Linked DNA regions of Callithrix jacchus: region 2 is linked to region 1. The links are chromatin contacts, called in public Hi-C maps. All regions are on one chromosome and are shown on one strand. Each heading gives the region's core, a stretch centred on a gene start, on an enhancer-like site or on the middle of the called end of the contact. The rest is flanking DNA. Distances are from core to core; before and after follow the strand shown.

What was found. Hi-C and Micro-C count contacts between places; a contact is called where the count stands out from the background.
Region 2: a contact with region 1 is called in a Hi-C map of skeletal muscle, with 3 times the contacts expected there. The contact joins the promoter of PIK3C2B here to the enhancer-like site in region 1. A contact is called at or near these places in 2 of 3 Hi-C or Micro-C datasets (induced pluripotent stem cells and skeletal muscle).

What each region holds. Positions count from the first base shown.
Region 1 is chr19:31,637,969-31,644,303 of calJac240_pri, forward strand. The region is part of intron 3 of PLEKHA6 (pleckstrin homology domain containing A6); the gene reads right to left. Among named protein-coding and RNA genes, the nearest start is that of PLEKHA6, 16 kb to the right of the region's middle. Within about 2 kb of position 4,348, at least 8 of the 16 cell types and tissues checked have an H3K27ac peak or open chromatin away from gene starts, as enhancers often do. A contact at or near this core is called in skeletal muscle, where this site is marked.
Region 2 is chr19:31,781,986-31,788,469 of calJac240_pri, forward strand. It overlaps PIK3C2B (phosphatidylinositol-4-phosphate 3-kinase catalytic subunit type 2 beta), which reads right to left and starts at 3,127. Exons shown (of 34, transcript XM_035281112.3): 1 at 3,029-3,127; 2 at 2,212-2,398. LOC144580397 (a long non-coding RNA gene) reads left to right here and starts at 3,117. Exons shown (of 2, transcript XR_013529848.1): 1 at 3,117-3,228; 2 at 3,475-3,531.

The sequences.
Region 1 (6,335 bases), core at 3,098-5,597:
GAACAGCCTCCAATTCCTGAAGGCTGAAACCTCCTGACACCAGCTCTGAGCTGCAACCTCCTCCCCACCACCTTCCACCCTCCTGCAGCTCTCCCTCTGCACCCTGTGCCCCGAGACTGGCTCTCCCTTTCTCCTGGTTCTCCATCTCTACTCTCCCTGGCTCCACAGCCCCTTCCCTGCCCTGGCTAGCCTGTTGTCTCAAGGAGCATTTCCCAGGAGCCTCTTCTCCCTTCTCCCCACCTCCACCACTTTCCTGTCTCGCCCCCTTTCCTCCCCGTCCACTGTAGCCCTCCTTACCCCTCCCTGGCCAGTTCCCCAGTCATCCTCCTTTCCCCAGACTCCTCACACAAAGCCCCCGAGGCTCATAGTGGGCCGCAGCCCGGTCCCATCATTATAAATGCCATCCCCTCACTCCCTGCCCCCTCCACCATATACCAGGCTCCAGCTCCTTCAGAAGCTCCCCAGTAAATCTGAGACCCGCAGAGCTCAGATGCCTCCTAGGAATTGGAATCCAAGAGTCTCTATCACCCTGCATCCCAACCTGACCCATAAGAATGATACACACCCTGACCCCTCCCCACACTGAGGAAGGTGAGTCCCTGGGGCTGACCTGAGCCTGACCCTGGACCCTCTCCATCCCTCCTTCCTGCTGGCAAAATTAAAGGGAGGGTGGGCTGGCCTCTCTGTGCTAGCCTGCCTGGGGGACCCCTGCGGGACCCTAGGAAGCTGCCAGCCCAAAGCTGCCCTCATCCAGGAGATGCAGTTTAAATGTAATCAATTTAAACAGCATCAGCCCTGACAGGGGACTCTGGAGGTGGGGGTAGGGGCACAGAGAGGGCTATAATTAGCATTCTCAGCATCCATGATCCCCAAGTAAGGCTGCCAAGGATGAGGGATGGGGAAGCCAGTGCACCGCAGTGCAAGCAGCCAGGCTCACGCGGCAGACAGGCAGCTGCCAGCCCTGACCAGAGCCCAGCCTTCCTCCTCCCACCTCATCTATGTGATGCATGAAAACAGACTCACCGGCTTCTGAGGTGCGATCCCCACGCTGGAAAGCTCTAACTCTGTGAGCCCCAAGGTACCCCTCCCCGCAGCTCAGGCCAGCTGGGGTCCTCCTCCCCTGCCCCTGGGGCCCCCTTCTGCAGAGCGGGGCTCCGGATCTAATCTGATCTAATCAGTCATCTCTCCGGCTGGCAGGTCCCTGGCGCAGGGAGAGGATGCTGTTGTGGTTACTGCAGGATCCAGCATCTTTCCCAGGCAGAGGCAGCTGGGCATGCTCCATCGGCTCCCCCGGGGATTTCAGGGCCACGTGACTCTCCCTCCCCAAGCTGTCACTTAGGATCAGGAGTAAATAGTCCCCGAAAAGGTTTAACTCCATCCACACCAGCGACAAGCCGCTAACCATCCACACAGCCTGCCTGCCTGGGAGAGGATGGGGTGGCTCAGCACAGCCTCCTGGCCCTTTCATCACCGGGATAAGGCTGCCCCCCAAAGGGAAGCAGGGCCACCGTCTGGGCGAACTGCATTCTTAGAGTCCCCCACCAGAGACTGCAGGGAGCCAGAAACTGCCCAGGGGAATCATGTGTGGGGCCTCGCCCAGCCAGCCTGGTGGTCACCTTTCGGCTCTGTGGCTGTCCACTCCAGAGAGGGGCACATCTCTAGGTGTCAAGAGGGCTTGGCTGGGGACCCAGGGCCTCCCCATCCCCCACCCCCACCTCAGTGCAGAGAATTTAGAGAAATAACATTTGGAGAGGGTTGGCACCCACGAGGAGATGCCAGGATCTTCTCCTAGACCTCAACCCAAACTGGTCCCTGATCACCTTGAGCAAGGATGCCAGCCAAGCTGCGGGGTACCTGGGTTCTGCATTATTCAGGGTCAGAGGCAGAAGGAAGGGCCTCCGAAAATGGAGTCGCAGTCCTGCTTCTGCTTAAACAAAGATTGCTTTCTGCCTCGGTTTCCCTCTATCCACGGATTCTGTGCGACAATGGGCAAGTGTCAGAAAAACACGATTTCATGAACAGGATCAGAAAGATGGAAAAAAAAAAAGATTCCCACCTAAACCTCTAGGCAGGCTCACTGGTCTCCATCCCCCCTGCCCCTTAAACCTGGAAACTGGAGACTGGACCAGATGAGCTTCTGGGGTCACTTCTGAATACAGAACTATGTCAAGAAGTGGGGCCTAGAGAGAGGGTGTCTGCAAGGCCACGCTCACATGATAATTGCTTTTTTTTGTTTATTGTTAGAACAACTTGATTAGAAAATTAAGCCTCTCCCCTCCGATACCAGTGGGTCTCTCTTAGTGTGATCTGAGTATATTTATCATTTTTACCACCTGAAGTCCTTACCTGCAAAGGAATGTGCCATGGAAGGTACAGGAGCACAGACTTCCCTCCCAGGGCCTGGGCGGAGCTGGCTGGTTGGTGTGGGGGCAGTGGCTCCACTCCCCGCCGACACACACAACAGCGTTGGGGGAAGGCAGGGACCTAGAGAGCTACCAAAAGGACCATCCCTCCCACCCCAGAGCAGGCCAGGCCGGAGCTGGGAATCTGGGGTTAGGGCGGCAGGCGCAGCTCACCAACCCCCTTGGGGAGGGGGACCCTCGGTCACCTCCCGTTGTTCCCCTGCCCAGCTGAGATGCCAGGCCAGCCCCGTGTTGACTACAGGAAAGCTGCTCTGCTGAAAAGGCAGACAAGTTGTGGATGAGGGCCCAGTGCCAGGCAGAACCGACCCAGCCCAACTCACCTGCCCTGGCACTCCAGGACTTGGCAAGGCTGCCAGGTGCAGGCAGGGGGAGAGTCTGCTTTCAATCAGCCAAGATGAGGGGCTCTTGGGGTCTCTGACCCTGAGAAGCCAATGGAGTAAAGGAGAATTGGAGCAAGAGATTATAGCATCCCAGAGGGAGGCCAGGGAGGGGGACAGAGACCCCAGTCCCGGCCCCCATAATCCTCTGGCAGCTGGAAAAGGCAAGGCGACCAACAGATGGGCCTGCTGGGCGGGTTTCCTCTCTGGCAGACAGAGGGCAAGGGCTGCAGACAAGTCCCACAGATCCTCTGAGAAGCCTGAACCAGACGTGTGAATGTTTCTGGGGGATATGGGAGGCTCTAGGGGCATGAGAGGCCGAAGGGAGGGTGGGTGTGAGGTGCATGCCTTTATGGGGGGATCAAGGTGGAAGAGAGGCGGTAGCGTGAAGATCTTGGAGCTGCAGCAGGGCCAGGTGAGGTGGAGGGAGCAGAGAAAATAAATTCCCTTTATTGACAAATCTAAAGTCTTGCTCTGCGAGCCCAGAAGAAGGGAGAAGCGAGCCTCATTCAAACAACTCCAATGGGGAATGTGTGGGGTGGCATGAGGGAGGGAGGATTCCACAGAAAGCACCTCTGTGATCCTGTCTGTGCTCTACAATCTCTGGCCCCCATTGCTCAGAGGATCAAGTCCAAGCTTCCCAGGCACCTACTCATGGTCTCCAAACACAAGGGTCCTCCCCACCCTTCTGGTGCCATCCCCACTCCCTACCATACAGCCTTGGTGGCCACCAACTTGACTGGCTCACTCCCTATTCAGTGCAACTGCATCCCCATGGGTCTCTCTCCCTTGCAGAGCATACCAACCCAGGGGGTGGGGGCAGCAAAGGAAGAACTAGCTCACTGCAGCCTCCACTGATACCTGGACTTTAGTGATTCTCCCTCCTCAGCCTCCCAAGTAGCTGGTACTACAGGTGCACACAGCCATATACAACTAAATGTTTTATCTGTTGTAGAGACAGAGTGTTGCTATGTTGACCAGAATGGTCTCCAACTCCCAGGTTCAAGCAATCCTCCTGCCTTGGCCTACTGAGTAGCTGGGACTATAGGTGTGAGCCACCATGCCTGGCTAATGATAAACTATCTTTGATGATCTGTGTAAACTTGGAAGCCCAGCTCCATCCCTGAGTAACTCAGTGACTTTGAAGAAGTTACTTGACTATTGAGCCCGTTTTCCCCACCTGCAAATGGGCTTCTTTGAAACCCAGCACATTCAATGCCTTTTCTCTTCGGCCGCCTCCTTCTTTACCGTTCTGGGGTGTTACCTGCCTTTCTAAGGGCAGGGCTAGCCAGGTCACTATACCTAAACTGCTTTCCCAGGACTCCTGGACTCTGCCCAGTCTGCCTTCTGGAGACAGCAGAACAGCTCTCGGCGGCTCCACCGCCCCTCCCAGGGCGCCCCCTCCTCCAAGGTCTCGCAGTTCGGGTTGGGGTCTGTGTTGATGACTCCCTGAGACCCAGCACAGCCTTGGAGGACTCACGGGGGCCTCACCGCCTAGCCTGGAGCACCCGGGGCAGAGGGCTGGGTTCTGATCTCTGCCTCCCCGCTGGCCCTCAAGGACAGCCGAGCAGCCCGTGGGCGCGCCAGGGCTGAGGGCGGACTGCCTGCCTGCACGTTCTCGCACCTTCCTGGAGGAAGCGTTCAGAGCAGAACAAGACGGACGGCGGGGTGGGGTTCCCTCGGTGGAGGAGCCGCCGGGGCCCCGCTTGGGAAGCGGGTTATCAGGGGCGTGGCTCTCAGAAAGCGTCCTGTCACGTCTCCCTCCCTGCCAACCTTGGAGAAGGGGAGAGGCGCCCCTGGGGACAGAACTGGCAAGTTTCACCGCTGGCGGCTTCAACGGGAACGGGGGAAGGGGACAAGGGGGCGGGGAAGACTTCCTGTTGGGCCGGAATGGGTGTTACAGAGCTAGATCTTTAAGCATCAGAAAGACAGCTACCAGACCCACTATGGCTGGGATGTGGCAGGGGATGGGAAAGGGGCCCTGTCACCTCCGGGAAAGCGCCATCAGCCTGAGACACTCTGCGAGCAAACCCCTGAAAGGCCTTGTGGGGCCATCCTTGTGCTCTGGAGCCCTCTTGTGGATTTATACGGTAAGTGCATGCAGGCTGGAGATGCGTTTCTCCCATGTTTCATCCTTCACTTATTCCCTCCTCCTCCCACCACTCTTCCCAGTAAATGACACCTTCAGAACCTCAGGCGCACTTGAGCAACACGTCTGTTGTGAATACCATGAGGGTCACTTCTTAAATACCCTGAAAGAAAGGGCTTGTTGACACGAAATTAACATACTTGTCTGCTCCTGGGCAGACGTCAACATTTGCTCATTGAAATTTCCCTAGTCCACACTAAAAGAAACAAAATAGCTCCCCAAGTTGTCTGGATTTAACTATTACTTGGAATCCATTTCTGGAATCGTTTGGGTTTCTAACTCACCCACCAACCAAATGTCATAAGCTTTTGTGGGAACTGGGAACACAGGAACGAACAGTGAGCCAGCCGTTCATTCATTCACTCACTCATTCAGTAAGAACTCACTGAGCACCTTCTTTGTCCAAGCGAGGTGCTGAGGAGGCTGGGAGGCAGCCATGCCATCATGCTGAGAGCGCAGCCTGTGAAATCAGGCACACGCGAGGCTGCCTCCCTGCTTGCTTTCTACTAATACAAGCCTTGTGTGTGACATAGAATAATAAGTCCCAGTTTTCCCATTATTTCCTAAAACAGGGATGATAGGACCTCCTCATAAAGGCATGGTGAGGAGTCAATGTTAAAGCACTTAGTTTCTAGAGGGGCGGCTGCTGCTGAGATATACAGAAAGGCCATCAGGTCTGGAAATGTATGTGAACACAGAATACATGGCTGGTTGATAATTAACAATATTGCCTATGTCTCTGGACTTTACAGCCTCCTCGTGTTACGCCTGCCCTTGATGAGTTTTCAGTCTGGACTACTGGTTCTCAAAGTATGGGCCCCAGAGCAGCCACAGCAGCATAACCTGAGAATATGTTGGAAATGCACGTTCAAGACCCTCTGAATCAGAAACGCTAGGGTAGGGCCCAGCCATCTGTGCTCCAACAAGCCCTCCGGTGATTGTGATACATGCTCCAGTTGGAGAGTTCCTGATCTAGTGGAAAATGACACAAGTATAAGCGATTAACTGCAATACACAGACAGAGCTCTGCAGAGGTGATGTCATGGGCAGGGCTTGAAGGAAGAACAAGTGTCCTCAGATGGGCACGAACCATGTAAGGAGAAACTGGCACCTGCAAAGGCCCAGATGCATGGAAGGGAGGCGAATGTTGAGAGAACCACAAGCAACTTGGTATGGCTAGAGGAGAAGGCTAAAGAGCCAGCTGGGGACTATGGGAGGTGAGGCTAAGAAGGGAGCCAGGAGTGAGACTATGACGTCCTTTACGTGCCCAGATAAGGAATTTAGATGTTATCCTGTAAACGATGGGAAACATGCAAAGTTTTTAATATGACCAAATCTGAATTCTAGAAAAAAGCACTCTTGCAGCATTATGGCCTGGAGGCAGGA
Region 2 (6,484 bases), core at 1,877-4,376, 140 kb after region 1:
CCCTTATGATGGAGGGTAAACCCAGGATGAATAATCATTTGTAAAGTACTCTGCAGTTTTCAGGGTACTTTTGCACACAGGATTTTGTTCAGTTCTTGGTAAGCAGTATTACATTATTAATCCTGCAAACCATGGCTACTCTCCCACCTCCATTTTACAAAGATGCAAACTAAATCTTAGGTTCACAAACTGTCCAAGCTCACATAGCTAAGAAGAAAGTCACACCAGGGCACTGTTTTGTCTACTACTTCACATTATGATGTCCAAGTTCACCTCCTGGGAATATGAGGAGCCTGAACCTTATGGCTAGTGACATGCCCCTCAAGGGAACAGAGACCTCCTCATTTTCCTCCCTGCTGGTCCAGGCAGGGCTATGCAGGCTGAAGGACCACAGACATGATACAGATGCAAAGCACCAGGCATAGGAGGAGTGGGGACACCACCAAGAGGGGACCAAAGGCCCATGAGGGTATAGAGTATCTGCCAGAGCATACTAGGTCATGACATAGACCAAAGGCATTCCAGACCACTGAGGAAGCCCAAAGGGGCTCCCCCAGGAACAGCCCAAGTCCCCAGAAAAACTGACCCTTCCTCACCCAGCACACCCCCTTGGCCCTTTCTCCCTCATGCTTCCAGTGAAGAAGGAAATGGACAAGCAGCCAGTCCTGACAGCTTGATCAGATTCAGCCATATACACCCATGCACACTCAGCAGTAAGCTCAGAGTCATGGAAATCAAACCTTGGGCTCACCCAAAGGCCAAAGAAGAGAGCCACAGCCTGGGTCTAGGGCTCCAGCTCAGAACCACCGTCTTTTCAGATGCTGGCTGCCAAACAGAGCTATAAAATGTGCCTCGTCTTAATTTTTCCATGGACACAACCTCAAGATGGGACAGCCAGGCTCTGGAGGAGCTGGGATTCCAAAGGCTCCCTGCCTCTCTGCTCTGGGATCCACAGCTAAAGTTGGGGAGAGGGAAGTATTTGGGGTCTGCATTGCCACCCTTTGGGCCATTTCTCTTCCTAAAATCTTCCCAAGGCCGAATGCAGCAACAGAGTAAGTTTTCATTCAGCACTGATTCAGGGTTGGAATTTAGTGCAAATTGCTTACATCTGCCTGGCCATATCCCAAATAGGTAGTTTAGAGTGAGGAGGAGGGGCAGCATTGGCCCACTTCTTGGACCCTGGGTAGCTGCCTGCTAAAGAATCTGGTGCCATGCTGGGACCAGCCAGCCCAGGGTACAAAACTTTCCAACAGAGTTGAGAAAAAACAGCCCAAGAGGGCTGCCAGAGACAGTATAGCGATTCCATCCCAGGCCTGACGGGAAGCTGCGAAGACCCCAGAAGAGGGTGGAGATGGAGAGAAGGCAGGCCTGAAGGAGCAAGAGCAAAGGCAGATCTCACACACACACTCTTCAACATCGGCCAACTAGGGTGTGTGCACTAACCCCATACCTTTGGTAACCTCTTCCCACAAGCCAGGAGCCTGCCAAGCCCCTGGGCTCCCCACCCTGCTCCTCCCCACACCAGCTTGGCAGCCTTGCTTGCGCTTCCTGCTGCGATTGCTTCCTCCAACCTCAAAGTCACCGCTGTCGGGAGCTGAAAATGAGAGACAAGTATAGGCCAGGAGGGCAGCGCCTTCTCGGGGCACCCGCGAACTCAGGCCTGAGGGTCCCTCTCCCTCTTGCAAGCTCTCAGTCTGCTTTTGCTGCAGTGTCCTTATAAGGGAGAAGGCAGTTCTACCCTCCGCCCGGCTAAGAAACGTACACATTCCCCAGGCTAGATGCCGACTTCTCACCCAATCCACGGAAGGCACTACCCCCATCACAGGACAGGTTTTGCTTTTTTTATTTCTCATCTTAAATAAACAAACCCCAAAGGCATTGGCTGGTTCAGATCGCCCAGCAGCTGGGAGCCAGGAAGTGTGTTTAGCGAGAAGGGGGTGGGGACGCGGGTGCCTGGAGCCCCAGAGGCCCTGAAGCTGCTGGAGTGCAGTGGCGTGGGGTGAGGGGCAACCTGCTCTGCGCGGCCGGCAGAAGCTCAGGCTCCCACGGCGTCCGCCGCTCAGCCCGCCGCCTGGAACCCTCCGCCGCTTCCATTGTTGCACCTCCGCTCTTGCCATGTTGGAGGGAGAGCCTCCTGACCTCCGCTGCCTCCACTCTGGGGGCACTTTGCAGACCCGGGGGCCGGTGCAACCGGCTGGGTGCGTGTCCTACCTGCGCTAGCTGCGGGCTCTGCTGCAACACCCGACGTGCCTTGTGCCCAGCGACGTGGGCTGCTCGCTCCGCGCCTCCCGGGCTCGCTCTGCGGCTCCAAGCGCCTCTTGCACCAGCGCGAGGGGAGCTGGCCGGCCGCACGCCGCCCGCTCCCGGGCCGCTCCCCTCTCCAGGCTCCGCGCCGACCCTGGGGTCCAAGGAGGAGAGGGAGAGGTAGCAAAGGGTGCAAGGACCAGCTTGGGGGGCGGGGAGGGGTGCTCTCCGCCGAGAGCGTGCGCGAGCTCGCAGAGTCAGGCCACCCCGGGTGAGACAATAGCGGGAGCAGCGGGCGAGAGAGGGGAAGCCATCTCCCGGACACCCGGCGCACTGCACGGCGACGCGAGGCTCGGCCAGACCCAGCCTGGACAGGCAGCCGCCCGGCCGCCGGCTCCAGCCGCAGCGCCGAATCCGCCGCGAGCCGGAGGGCGGGGCGGCTGCTGGAACCCAGGCCGCCCTCGGCTTCTCCCCTCCCCTTCCCCCTTCTTTCCTTCTCTCCTCTTCTCCTCTCCCCTCCGACTCCCTCCCCACTTGCCATTGCGTGGGGGTAGAGAAACGCGCTAGCGTCAAGTTGAGCTCTGCAACCCAAGAGCCGGGATTTCTACTCCCCACTTGGGTGAGGGTTTTTGCGGATGGTCGTTACTTTCCCCTGCTGGCACCCCTTAGCTTGGGTCAGAGGAAAGCGCAATCATTCTGCTAGAAATGACGGTGCCGAGGTCCAGTTATCCGTTTCAGGAATTTCCCCCATAATTACGGTAGCGATGTTCTGAGGAGCCCCTACCTTGAGGGTGAGGCGGGGGTAGAGAGAGGCTGTCTCTGGCCTTTACACGCTCAATCTCATTCGTCTGTCTCCTTCCTTCCTCTCTGGAAGGGGAGTCTCGTTTTTGTATTCGTCCAGGTGGATCTTCCAAGCTGTGACCCAGAAAATAGCAGTCAACCTAAGTGGGGAGGGGAGACAGAGGATCCTCCAACCCAACTAGGGTAGGGAGAAAAAAACCTTCCATGCAATATGTTATATTTAAAATTTCTACTCTAAATACCTTACTTCGAGCATTGCTCTCTGGAAGAATTTTCCTAAAGGCTCCACCCAAAAGAAACCATGAGTTGGCCAGCTCCTCGTTTGCATTTGGTTTGCATTGTACCAACGATCCCTGATCTCAAAGTACCTTTTCCTAAAAACGTGAATCGTTTTTTCCTCCACTGCCCTCGTTTCTTCTTTCTCCACAGGCTATGAAGATTAACACCTGGTTCTCAGCCTTTCAAGTAAAACTATGATTAAATACATTTGTTAGGTTTCTTTCTTGTTTACTGGTCTTTTGTTATAGCAGTATCGGCTGTGACTCTTATGATGGGGAGGAAAGGGATCACTCCCCCCTTTCTGCTCCTACAGTCCCTTCTGTACCCAGTGCCTGTGACTTTGAGTAGTCCACTTCACGCTCAAACATCAACAGTAGCGTCCTCACCTATCACGCAGGGCTTTCATCATGATCAAAGGAGAGAATGTAAGTGAAATATCTTGATAATTAACTGAAGGCCGCCAGCTCTGCACATATGTCATAATGTATATGATGTTATTCCTGATTTCAGGAACCACAGGGGTTAAAAGACCTGTCCGTGAATGCATTCGCCACTTGTTCACCATACAAATATTTATGACAGCTTACTCTAAGTCTGTCATCAGGTCAAGCTCAGAAGCCTGAGAGAACAGATTGATACAGGCAGGGGCCACTGGTGGTTCCATGCTGCTGGAGTGAAGAGTCTGAAGGTGAGAACTCCCAGGAAGTAGGCCCGGGTAGCTGAGTGAAGGATCAAACCACAGGCTTTATCATACATTTTGGTAAGAAAAAAATTGGGTAAGAGATGCCAGGGTGCAGTTGCTCACGCCTGTAATCCTAACACCTTGGAAGGCTGAGGCAGGCAGATTACCTGAGGTCGGGAGTTCAAGACCAGCCTGGCCAACATGGTAAAAAGCCTGTCTCTACTAAAAATACAAAAAATTAGACAGGTGCAGTGGCACGTGCCTGTAATCCCAGCTACTCTGGAGGCTGAGGTAGGAGAATTGCTGGAACCTTGGAGGTGGAGGTTGTGGTGAGTCAGGATCATGCCACTGCACTCCAGCCTGGGCTACAGAGCAAGACTTGGTCTCAAAAAAAGGGAGAGAAACGGAGCATGCCAAAAAGTTTAGGTTTTGCAGGTGACAGAGAACCTGCTGTGCACAAATGGAGCTGGGAAGTAGTATGACCAGTAAAAAACTTCCTCGCCTATTACAGAGAAGAATTTGGAGGATGCACTCCATGTCTTCACTACACCCCTCCAAATCTTCCTGGCCCTCTGGCTTCCTAGAAGGAGTTGGCCAATGGGAGCCATGGCTGGAGATTGAATAGGGAGGGAGGTCAGGGAAAACTGGACATTTATTCTTCAGGATCCCTCCCTTTGGAGTCACAGTGCACTGGCTGCCACCCTCAACCAAAGGTCACAGCTTCCACAGGTGATTCTCTCTCCCCTCCCTCTCTCTTGATTCAGATAATCACTCTCCTCCTCTGACTTCTCAGGCCTAGGGGGTAGAAACATTGATTTGCTACTGGCCCCAGCAGATAGTACATTATTTCTTGAGGTTTTCCTATACCCCTCCACCTTTTATAAATTCTCTCCTTATTTTTTAACCTTTCCTCAAATTACTCCTCAAGTGCAATGTGCCATTTGCTTTCTGCCAGGACCTAATAACACAGGTCAAGAGTGCAGCCTGGGAGCTCGACAGAGAAGCCGTGGCTACATTCCAGGTGGGAAATCAGGAAATCTCAAAACCATACCAGAGCTGTGACAGTGGGGAAAAAAAAAAACTGGGTAGATACAAGAGATACTTATGAAGAGAAATCAATAATATTTGATAATATATAAACTGCAGGGAATTAGGGAAAGAGAGGGCTCTAGAATGACTCCCCATTAGAAGCCTTAGGACTTGTTGGTAGGCAGTACCATTACCTAAGTTAGGGACAACTAGTAAGACAGGGCCCAGATGTTAGGGGAGGGATCCCAAGTTTGATTTTGAACATGCTGAGTTTGAGGTGTCTGTGGAATGTCTAGATGGGGGTGTCTAGTAGACAGCAAACCTACGAAACTCAACTGAAATCGGGGAGTGGACAAGTGATAGCAGCTTTGGATTCTGCAGGTTATAGGTGGTCAGTGAAGTCATAAGTCTGTATGAGATCATCCAGATGGGCAGAAGGAGGAAAGAAGAAACAACCAGAGAGGTAAGAGAAAAACTGGAGGCCACAGACTGTCAGAAACTAGGGTGGGAGAGTCTCAGAAGAGAATGACTGGATAGGCCAGGCATGGTGGCTCCCGCCTGTAATCCCAGCACTTTGAGAGGCCGAAGTGGGTTTATCACAAGGTCAAGAGATTGAGACTAGCCTGACCAACATGGTGAAACCCTGTCTTTATTTAAAATACAAAAAAAACTAGCTGGGCGTGGTGGCACACACCTGTAGTCCCAGCTACAGAAGGCTGAGGCAGGAGAATCCCTTGAACCCAGGAAGCAGAGGTTGCAGTGAGCTGAGATCACACCACTGCACTCAAGCCTGGAAGCCAGAGTGAGACTCTGTCTCAAAAAAAAGAGATTGACTGGATAACAAGGGCAGCAGGAACCTCCAGGAGGTTAGGGCTGGAAAATCCCTTTGGATGGGCAAGAAAGTCACTGGTGCTCATGGAGTGAGAGTGATCATAGTTAAACTAGCCTCCAGTGGGTTCTAGGCCTAATTTATTGCCTGATTCAAAGCTGGTGCTCAATAAATTCTTGGTCAGCAAGTGAATGCAGGAACCTGGATCTGGAATAAAAGAGACATGCTTTTTCTAGAAGCTGGGCAATTTAAGACAAGAAGAAATATAAGGCAGTGGATAGAGTGGAATGCAGGATAAAAGGGGAGATTTTTGTTTTTTCTTTTTTTTCTTTCTTTTTTTTTTTTTGAGACAGAGTTTCGCTGTTGTTTCCCAGACCAGAGGTCAATGGCACGAGCTCGGCTCACCGCAACCTCTGCCTCCTGGGTTCAAGCAATACTCCTGCCTCAGCCTCCCAAGTAGCTGGGACTACAGGCGTGCGCCACCATGACCAGGTAATTTTTGTATTTTTAGTAGAGACGGGGTTTCACCTTGTTGACCAGGATGGTCTCGATCTCTTGACCTCATGATCCATCTGCCTCAGCCTCCCAAAGTGCTGGGATTATAGGCGTGAGCCACCGCG